Linked DNA regions of Danio rerio: region 1 is linked to region 2. Evidence: chromatin contacts called from public Hi-C data. All regions are on one chromosome and are shown on one strand. The core of a region is the stretch at or near the end of the contact, and the rest is flanking DNA. Distances in the headings are between cores, read along the strand shown. Region 1 overlaps ahcyl2b (adenosylhomocysteinase like 2b). Region 2 holds the start of tmem209 (transmembrane protein 209).

The links. Hi-C and Micro-C count contacts between places; a contact is called where the count stands out from the background.
Region 1: a Hi-C map of embryo shows a contact between it and region 2, with 2.0 times the contacts expected there. The contact joins the enhancer-like site here to the promoter of tmem209 in region 2. A contact is called at or near these places in 2 of 18 Hi-C or Micro-C datasets (embryo and skeletal muscle).

Annotation. Positions count from the first base shown.
Region 1 is chr4:5,757,505-5,762,145 of GRCz12tu, forward strand. It overlaps ahcyl2b (adenosylhomocysteinase like 2b), which reads left to right. Exons shown (of 17, transcript NM_201340.1): 2 at 3,810-3,918. Among named protein-coding and RNA genes, the nearest start is that of strip2, 31 kb to the right of the region's middle. Within about 2 kb of position 1,922, at least 6 of the 62 cell types and tissues checked have an H3K27ac peak or open chromatin away from gene starts, as enhancers often do.
Region 2 is chr4:5,693,720-5,698,625 of GRCz12tu, forward strand. It overlaps tmem209 (transmembrane protein 209), which reads left to right and starts at 3,204. Exons shown (of 15, transcript NM_001270973.1): 1 at 3,204-3,279; 2 at 4,342-4,506. The coding sequence starts at 4,370. LOC141381568 (a long non-coding RNA gene) reads left to right here. Exons shown (of 5, transcript XR_012401790.1): 5 at 1-703.

The DNA.
Region 1 (4,641 bases), core at 672-3,171, 63 kb after region 2:
CTGCTCTGTCATGCTGAAGAAAAAGAAGGATGGAGAGATCTCCGAGCCTTCAGTTAGGAAGGTAAGAGGGGAGAAAGCAACAGGGTGGTCTTCGGGATGTAAGCTTACCCTTCTGGAATGAAAATAGTCCAAAGCCATCTGTGTGCACAGCGTGTGGCTTCTGCCGAGCAGAGCAAGAGGGGGTCCGATGCAATCTCTTCCCAGCATCGTTGACTCTTGTTGGACTTGATCTTTCAGCTTTGGGCAAATGCAAATTCAGGGCATTTATTTTAAAACATGTCATTTTCTTTTTCATGGCTTGGTTTCTTTAGAAATGGATAGAGAAAATAATTGGTCTGACATCAAACTGTGGCACAGCTTGATTGTGGCTAGAAAGCGGTCCAAGTTGTATCAATCTATAATGGGAAATATTTTATTTCAAATAACGTCTGTGTGTGATTCGGCTCATTTTAAAATGCTCAAATTTGAATATTGTTTTAGAATTTATTTTCTCATAATGATACTAAACAATGCTTTGATTTGTGTGTCATCGATAAATAAAGTTGACATTTAAACCAATAGTTGATGGCAGCAAGGTGCTATCATGGATTAATCATTCAATGAATCAAACATTCAAGTGATTCATTCAAAACTGATGATTCATTTAGAGACCAAGCAAATGACAGTCTTTATGAATATAATGTATATATGAACCACTGACTACTTGTGTTTGCCGGTTTGTTTACTTGCGGGAGTTCCATTGGCATTTTTCCACACATGAATTCTGACCAATCGATAAGCAGTTTAGGAACTATGTTCAACAACGTCTGGCCAATGAATGATGTGGGTTTTGTCAGATGAGTGCATTTTGGTTCTTTTCGTTTAATTCAGACCAAAGCCAGCAGTGTTGTGTGAAAACGACCCAAAGACAACAGAAAATGCTACAATGTATCATTTATTGCCATTGGGTCGGACCAAATGAAGCGAACTACAGATGTGAATGCACCCTTAAAAGCCAGGTGGCATGCAGGGATTGGCTGGGACTTGGGCAGAGTGGTAACCACTCAGGTAGCAGGAGAGATGGAATTGGTTGCAGGAAGAACAAGTGAAACAGCCAATCAGAGACGGGAGTAGGCAGAGCAAGTACAGAAGGGGACTGGGTGACAGACAGAAACACATGATGAGATATAAAAATAAGCAACAAAATAACCAAATAAGTGCTGGCATGTAACACGTGAGCGAGAAAGAGAGATAGAAATCTGTTCATTTGTGCATCCTAAATCTCCACATTTTTAATCCTCTCAGTCGCTGACGTTATCTTCAGCAGCTGAAAGCTCTAATGGCGGTCGGCTGCATCTCATTCAGGGCTGTTTATGTTAATGAGGATGAGATCGTCCCTAATGGGTGGGGCTTTCGCCCTCTGATGACGTGAACAAAGGCAGAATGTAAATCAAAGTGTTTCTGCTGCCTGTTTTTATCAAGTGTGATTATAAAAAAAGCAGAATTAATAACTCTTTACTATTAGAGCCTGGATATATTCACACAATGTTACCACACAACCTTATAATAAGTGATTTTTGCATAAGTCCTCCTTTAAAGGGCTTTCAGACACAATGATATGTCTGTGTGAGTTAAGGTCTGTAAATTAGGCCGCCGCACACTCGTCTGTGTAACTGTGCGTTTTACTCATGGTCCAAAAGCCATCCATCCATCCTGAAAACAGCACCTCTTATTGCTTTAACGTAAAGATTAATCACTGCGATCTCTCACTGCATGCTTGATTTGCACACTGATATGGCACAGGGTTATGTAATAGTCATGCTTTTAAAAAAATCTCTTGATGGAGCGGGGGGATTTGAGGCTTGCTGTTGACTTAGATAATAACGTCAGCAGGGGATGACTGCACCGCGGCGTAATCCTCTCACGCTTCACACAGCGCACTCTTCTCTCTAGGCAACAGCTGCCGCGACATTAATAGTAGCGCATTTTACCGACACAATCTATGGTGGGTGCTCTTCAGACTTTCATTGAGAGAAGCTTAGGGGTTTTAAAGTACGCTTATGCTGTTGCTGTTGAGGTTATGGTAATGAAATATTACACTAAACCCGCATAACTGGGATGAAACAGGAAGTGCCTCTCTGGCCGGTCAGGTTTTGTTAAAGATTAGGATTTCCTTCTCACTTTCTGAGTAAAGGCTAATTCAGCTTAATGTTTGAATCGCAGCGTTGTGTTGGGATTTGTCATTGTTTGCATACTCATTTAACACTTCCTGTGGTCATAGGCACACTGTTTAGCATTATCTTGGAGCAGTACAGGAAAACAGTTCAAAGATCATTTGGGGTTTAAAATACAACTTGTTAAAATATATTGCCAGTTTTTATTTCGTGTGTGTGTGTGTGTGTGTGGGTGTGTGTGTGTGTGTGTGTGTGCCTGTGTAAAGACAGAAGAAAAGTTTCTCCGGATTTATTAGGTATCGGTTTTGGTAAAATGTTAATCATTGTTTTTATTTTTCGTTTTGCTCATATTTTCAAATGAAAAGGTTTTTATTTTAGAGCTTAAAATCACATTTGTTGTGATTGAAGCTTCTTGATATTTTGCTATCTAATAATTAATTTAAACAGATCTCAAAATAAGAAAAAAGACAACAATCTTTTTTTATTTATTATTTTAATGCTAAATGTCATTAAGCAGTGAAATTAGCATTCCAAATTGTGCAAAATATTCATGTTTTAATTAGAAATCATTGCAAAAATATGTAACTAACAATATTGTGATTAGTATCATTCATTCATTTTCTTTTGGCTTAAGGCTGAAATATACTTCTGCCTTAAGCGTATATGTGTATGCTCGGGTGTGGTCGCATAGCCCTCAGCATGGCTGACGCTGACACACACCTCTCAAATGTAACTGCACGTCGCAACGTTGCGTATCGCTAGCTCTGTGATTAGTCTGCTTCGTAGCTGTGACCAGTGTGGGCGGGGCAGAGAGTCGTGCAAACCCATTGGAGGGAGTGTTTACAAGTGTCGAATCCTGTATAGTAGCTCAACATGGAAACTGTTGTTTTGTATTTACCTTATGATTAATGTTGTTGCACGTTCGCCAGTTCCCGCTTCTGAATGAGCGAGTTTTAGCTACTTGTACATTTGAGGTAGCATTCAGAAAAAACAAAACACCAGCAAAGAAACAGGAAACAGGGGAACATTTGCAACGCAAACAGCATGCAGGTGTATAAATGCACCGCTACCTGCAAGGCAGGTGCCGTGGGTCACACCGAACACTCGATACAGAAGTATAAATCAGTCTTTAGTCCTTTATTTATCAGGGGTCAACTCAGCTGAATGAACCGCCAACTATTCCAGCATCTGTTTTACACAGCAGATGGTCTTTCGGTTGCAACCCAGTACTGGGAAACACTCATACACTCTCGCATTCACACACACTCATACACAATTTAGGACATTAACATATGGACAATTGAGTTTATTCAATTTACCTGTAGCGCATACCTTTGGACTGTGGGGGAAACCGGAAAACCCAGAGGAAACCCACGCCAACATGGGGAGAACATACAAACTCCTCACAGAAATGCCTACTTGCCCTGCTTAGACTCAAACCAGTGACCTTCTTGCTCTGGAGCGACAGTGCTAACTGAGTACTTTCCCAGTACTGGGTTGCAGCTCCAAGGGCATCCATTGTGTAAAACATATGCTGGAGTTGTTGTCGGTTCATGACCTCTGATAAATCAGAGACTAAGCTGAAGGAAAATAAATGAAGGAAGGAATTTAGCCACTTCAAGGAGTCTCACCCGATACTTTCTTTTTTCCACACAGATTCAGTTTGCAGACCAGAAGCAAGAGTTCAACAAACGTCCCACCAAGATCGGCCGCAGGTCTTTGTCCCGCTCCATCTCACAATCTTCAACAGACAGTTACAGCTCAGGTACGCCATAATACATACATACATGCTGCTGTTTTACTTTACGTCAGGGGTCTCGTGTAGAGTGTCAGCATGTGAGCAATGTCTTTCCTGTGTGGCAGGATTTTAAAGAGGATTAAACTGATGAAGCAGAGCAGATTTTAGGAGGGGAAGTAAAATCTACATTCCTGCGGGACTCTCACAGGACACTATATTAGTAGAAGTCAAAATTATTTGCTGTCCTGCGAATTATTTTTTTAACTTATATATATTTCCCAAATGATGTTTAACAGAGCAAGGTAGAGATCGATTCGGCCACGTTTTAGGATAATAAACGGTAATGTTTTAACGGTAATAAAAACAATAATAATCAGTATATTTACAATGATTCAATGACTCACTCTCTCTCTCTCTCTCTCTCTCTCTCTCTTTCTTGTTGTAGTTTTGTAAAAGCAAAAATAACTTAAATAGATGTTATTAAAAAACAGTGCAAGGATTTTTTCCACAGTATTACCTATAATATATTTTTCTTCTGGAGTCTTTGTTTTATTTCGGCTAGAATAAAAGCAGTTTTTAAGTTTTTCCAAACCATTTTTCAATATTATTAGCCCCCTTAATCAATATATATATATATATATATATATATATATATATATATATATATATTTTTTTTTTTTTTTTATTGCCTACAGAACAAACCATCGGTATACAATCACTTGCCTAATTACCAGTCAGGGCTGAAGTGGG
Region 2 (4,906 bases), core at 1,954-4,453:
GCTGCAGGAAACAGGCCAATTACGGAGGCAAGGACTGTATGATGTCATCGCACACAGACGCCCTCTAACTGTGCCGAAACAGACTGCAGATCAGGATCACGCCACAAAATACTAAATTAATGGGGTAGTTCACACACAATTGACAATTCTGCTAGCTTTAACACACAATGTACTCGTCTTTTTTTACACTTCTTATGAACACAAAGGAAGATTTTTATAAAAAAAGCTGAAAACCTGTAACCATTGACTTCCATAGTATTTTTCTGACATCTTATGGAAGTCAATGGTTACAGGTTTTCATCATTCATCAAAATATCTGCTTTTGTGTGAAAATAAATAAAAGAAAAGGAAACTCATTCAGATTTAGGAGAGTAATTATTCTGTAAATGTAGATTTTTGGGTGAACTACCCCTTTAATGGATCAGTCCTGTATTGATGGCCATGTGCATACAAGGTGGCTGATGGGTTTCCTGCCAAACAATACTGAATTAAAGGGGATAGTTCACACAAAAATGACAATATTGTTATATTTTAGTCACCATAAAAGTGATATTTAGAATAAAGCTGGAAACCTGTAACCATTGACATTCATTGTATTTGTTTGACCTCTTATGGAAGTCAATGGTTACAGGTTTTCTTGCTACAAAATACTGAATTAAAGGAGATAGTTCACACAAAACTGACAATTCTGCCATCTTTTAATCAACATTTACTTGTTTTTTGCAGTAAACATAAATAAAGAGACAACAGATATTTAGAATAAAGCTGAAAACCTGTAACCATTCACTTCCATAGTATTTGTTTGACCTCTTATGGAAGTCGGTGGTTAAAAGTTTTCAGCATTTATCAAAATATCTTCTGATGGGTCATGGGCTGATGGGTTTCCTGCCAAACAATACTGCATTAAAGGGGATAGTTCACACAAAACTGACAATATTGTTATATTTTACTCAGCATCCTGTCACGATAGGTGATATTCTAGAAAAAGCTGAAAATCTGTAACCATTGACTTCCATAGTATTTATTTGACCTCTTATAGTCAGGGGTTACAGGTTTCCCACTACAAAATACTGAATTAAAGGGGATAGTTCACCAAAACAGACTATTCTGCCATATTTTACTCTTCTATTACACACATAGATATAGGGTTCAAAGAGTTTTGTTTACAAAAGAAGATATTTTGGTAAATGCTGAAAACCTGTAACCATTGACTTTTATATTATTTGTTTTTGCTCTCATGAAAGTTTGTGGTTACAGGTTTTCAGCACTTATCAAAAACATAAGAAAGAAACTGATTCAGATTTGGCAGTGTAATTGGTCAGTAAATGATCATTTTTGGGTGAACTACCCCTTTATTGGTTCAGTCCTGTATTGGTGGCCATGTGCATACAGAGTTTCTGATGGGTTTCCTGCCATACTGTATAAAAGGGGATAGTTCACACAAAACTGACAAGATTGTTATATTTTACTCACCATTTACTTGCCTTTTTTCTTTTTCTGTTGAACATAAGATTTTTATAAAAAAGCTGAAAACCTGTAACCATTGATCTTCGTTGTATTTGTTTAACCTCTTATGGAAGTCAATCAGTTTTTCCTGCGACAAAATACTGAATTAAAGGGGATAGTTCACACAAAACTGACAATTCTGCCATTTTTACACACTGTTTATTTGTTCCAAATCAGTTACTCTTTTTTGTCTTCTGTTGAACACAATAGAAGATATTTAGAAAAATGCTGAAAACCTGTGACCATTGACTTCCATATTAGTTTTTCATCTTAAATGTTTTCAGCATTTCTCAAAATATCTTCTTCAGAACTGGGAGCACCTGAGGGAGAGTAATTAGTCAGTAAATGTTTATTTTTGGGTGAACCCATCCCTTTAATGCATCAGTCCTGTGTAGCGGCCGATGGGTTTTCCTGCTCCAGGCTGTGAGCAGCGGCTCATCACATATCAAAGTAGATGAAGGACAACGTCCAGTAAGGACTCTGGCTTACATAATGCATCATTTCTGTTTCTCCGAGACCTGAAAGAAGACAAAAAAAGAAGACAAAATGTGTCCGTTCATTACTTCATTACTAACTTGTATATTAATTTATTTACAGTAACTTATTCATTCACACACACATCCCATATCTATCTATCCATCTATCTATCTATCTATCTATCTATCTATCTATCTATCTATCTATCTATCTATCTATCTATCTATCTATCTATCTATCTATCTATCTATCTATCTATCTATCTATCTATCTATCTATCTATCTATCTATCTATCTATCTATCTATGATTGATCTCTCTCTCTTTCTCTACTATATGCATATACTTTGACTTTGTTGTTTTGCCTTCTGCCTTAATTTGATAGATTTTTAGTATATATAAATATATATATATATATATATATATATATATATATATATATATATATATATATATATATATATATATTTTAGTACATAAGCAAGTTAATCAAAATCAAATATATATATATATATATATATATATATATATATATATATATATATATATATATATATATATATATATATATATATATATATATATATATATATATATATATATATATTCTGCAATTAGTTATTATTAGAATTTATGAGTGATTAGCTATTAGAAAACCTTTTTATATTGTCATCTATTATTCTAAGTATGTAGGCATTCGTTGCAGTACTTTGCTGACCTCTGCTGCTTTTAAATGGGCTTGCAGGAAGTTTGTAACATCAAGATTTTTTAATATAGTTATCATATTATTATTATTATTATTTAGAACAACAATTCATTTTATAGAAAAATTTGACCGTCGCACATTGATTATATAAATAAATAAAATAATTAAATCCAATCTTCGTAATCAAAATCATTAAAACGATTGAAAAATATGTGAAAATTTACTTTTATATCTAGGAAACGTCGAGCTGAACTAAAATAGTTTATGTAATGCACAACTGTTCTAATAAAGTAATACCCTGATTGTTCTTACCTCTTTTGTTTTATCTGTGTTTTTACAGTATGTGGTTTTTAATCTTCCGCCCATTTAAAATGCTGCTGTAAATATATCCTAAAGTAATATGTATATATATAAAGTATATATATGAAGTAACTTTAGCACGCTGCCTGATATAAAAGGACTTTTATTTTGGAAGAAAACGTCTTTTGTCGTAATTTATTTGCGTCTGTCTTCACTCTGTTGCTGTTCGTTTGCGTCTCCGGCTTCCTTCTTCACACTTTACCGCGTTCATGGAGGACTGGTGCAGAGGAAGTATGTATCAAAACACATTTGAATCATATCTGTGCATCATTCACGAGTTGTTTACATCGAAATTTATATATTATTTCGTATTTTATTTACTGTCGCTCGAGTTCTCCAGCTGTCGCAGTGCAGAGTTTAACTTACCAGTGAAGTATTTCACAAGTGCACATTGTACGTAAAGCTCATAACTGCACATGATTGCTGGTTAAAATGGATTATCATGCTCATAATTTATCATATTTACTATATAATATTCCAAAACTTGATTTAATATTAGACACAAAATGTAGGATCGCATTTTAGTCGTTCTGGTGCTGTAATATATCCATATTAGGGTAAATTGGATTTATATTCACACATTCAGACTTTCTCCTTTATAATATAAAATCAGAAAAGTATTTTCTTTCATAATTCTAAGTATTGAACTCATATTAGCAGCGAATTGCTAACGTTTTCTAGACCAACATTCTTTAAGTTACAGTCGAGCTCATAACTGCTGATGAATAATACTGGTTAAAATGGATTATAACCCTCATAATATATTATATTTACAATATTTATTTTATTTTAAAATATTTTATAACTTGATATCCCATTAGATGCAAAACCTTTTATTTGTATTAATATAGTTCTGATGCTGTAATATATCCATATTAGGGTAAAGTTGTATTTATATTCGCACATTCAGACTCTCTACTTAATAGAGTAATATCAGAAATTAGTATTGCAGATTCTAAATAGACAAATCACATTAGCAGCCAAATGACTATCAAAGTACAACAGTATTTACTGTCAATTAAATAGTGCTTATGTTGTTTTGAAGTCATAATTACATGCAATTTCAGACCAAATATTCAATGTATTATAGTAAACAGTATCCGTTGTTCAAAGTGTTGTCAATGTTCAAAAATAAACGAATGTGTAAGTATATAAAACCAGCTTTACCTCAGTTTAAATCCATTAACCTATATAGGTGCTGGTGTTGTTTATATTGTACTTTTAAGTTTTATTCGCTATAGACGATAAAGCGATAGTGTCTGTCTGTTTAAATAAATTTTTCTTTCAATCTAGTGTGATAGTCAGAAGATCAACTGCAGAAATGACCCCCTCAAAAGAAGGCATGACCTCCCTCATTGAGAGGACCATAAAGCTGAGGAAGGAGGAGCAGGCACGGCAGGTCGTTCTGGCTTGGGCTGTGCTCAATATGTCTCTGGCTGGGATGATCTACACTGAGATGTGAGTTCCTATTAGGCATGGGGCCGGTATAAGATTCTGAGGGAATGATAATCTTAGGTAAAAATATCATGGTTTCACGGTACAACAGTATTGTGATTACTGCTCGAAAAACAAATATTCTTTTTAAATGTCTGGGTAAAAAATAGCAACTTTTTTTTAAACTATAAAATAAAATATTTTGTATATTCAAGTAAAAATTGGAGGATCTTTTTTTTTTTTTACTTTTAAACGTTTTTTTTGTACTTGTGTATATTCTCTCTATAAAATAAAAAACACTTTTCCCCCATTAAACATAGTATATTTTATTTTAAGAAACAATTTTTTCCTAACTTCCCAACTATTTTATTTTCTCCAACTAGGCAGGATTCACAAATACAGTTACAGATACAGGAAAAACTGA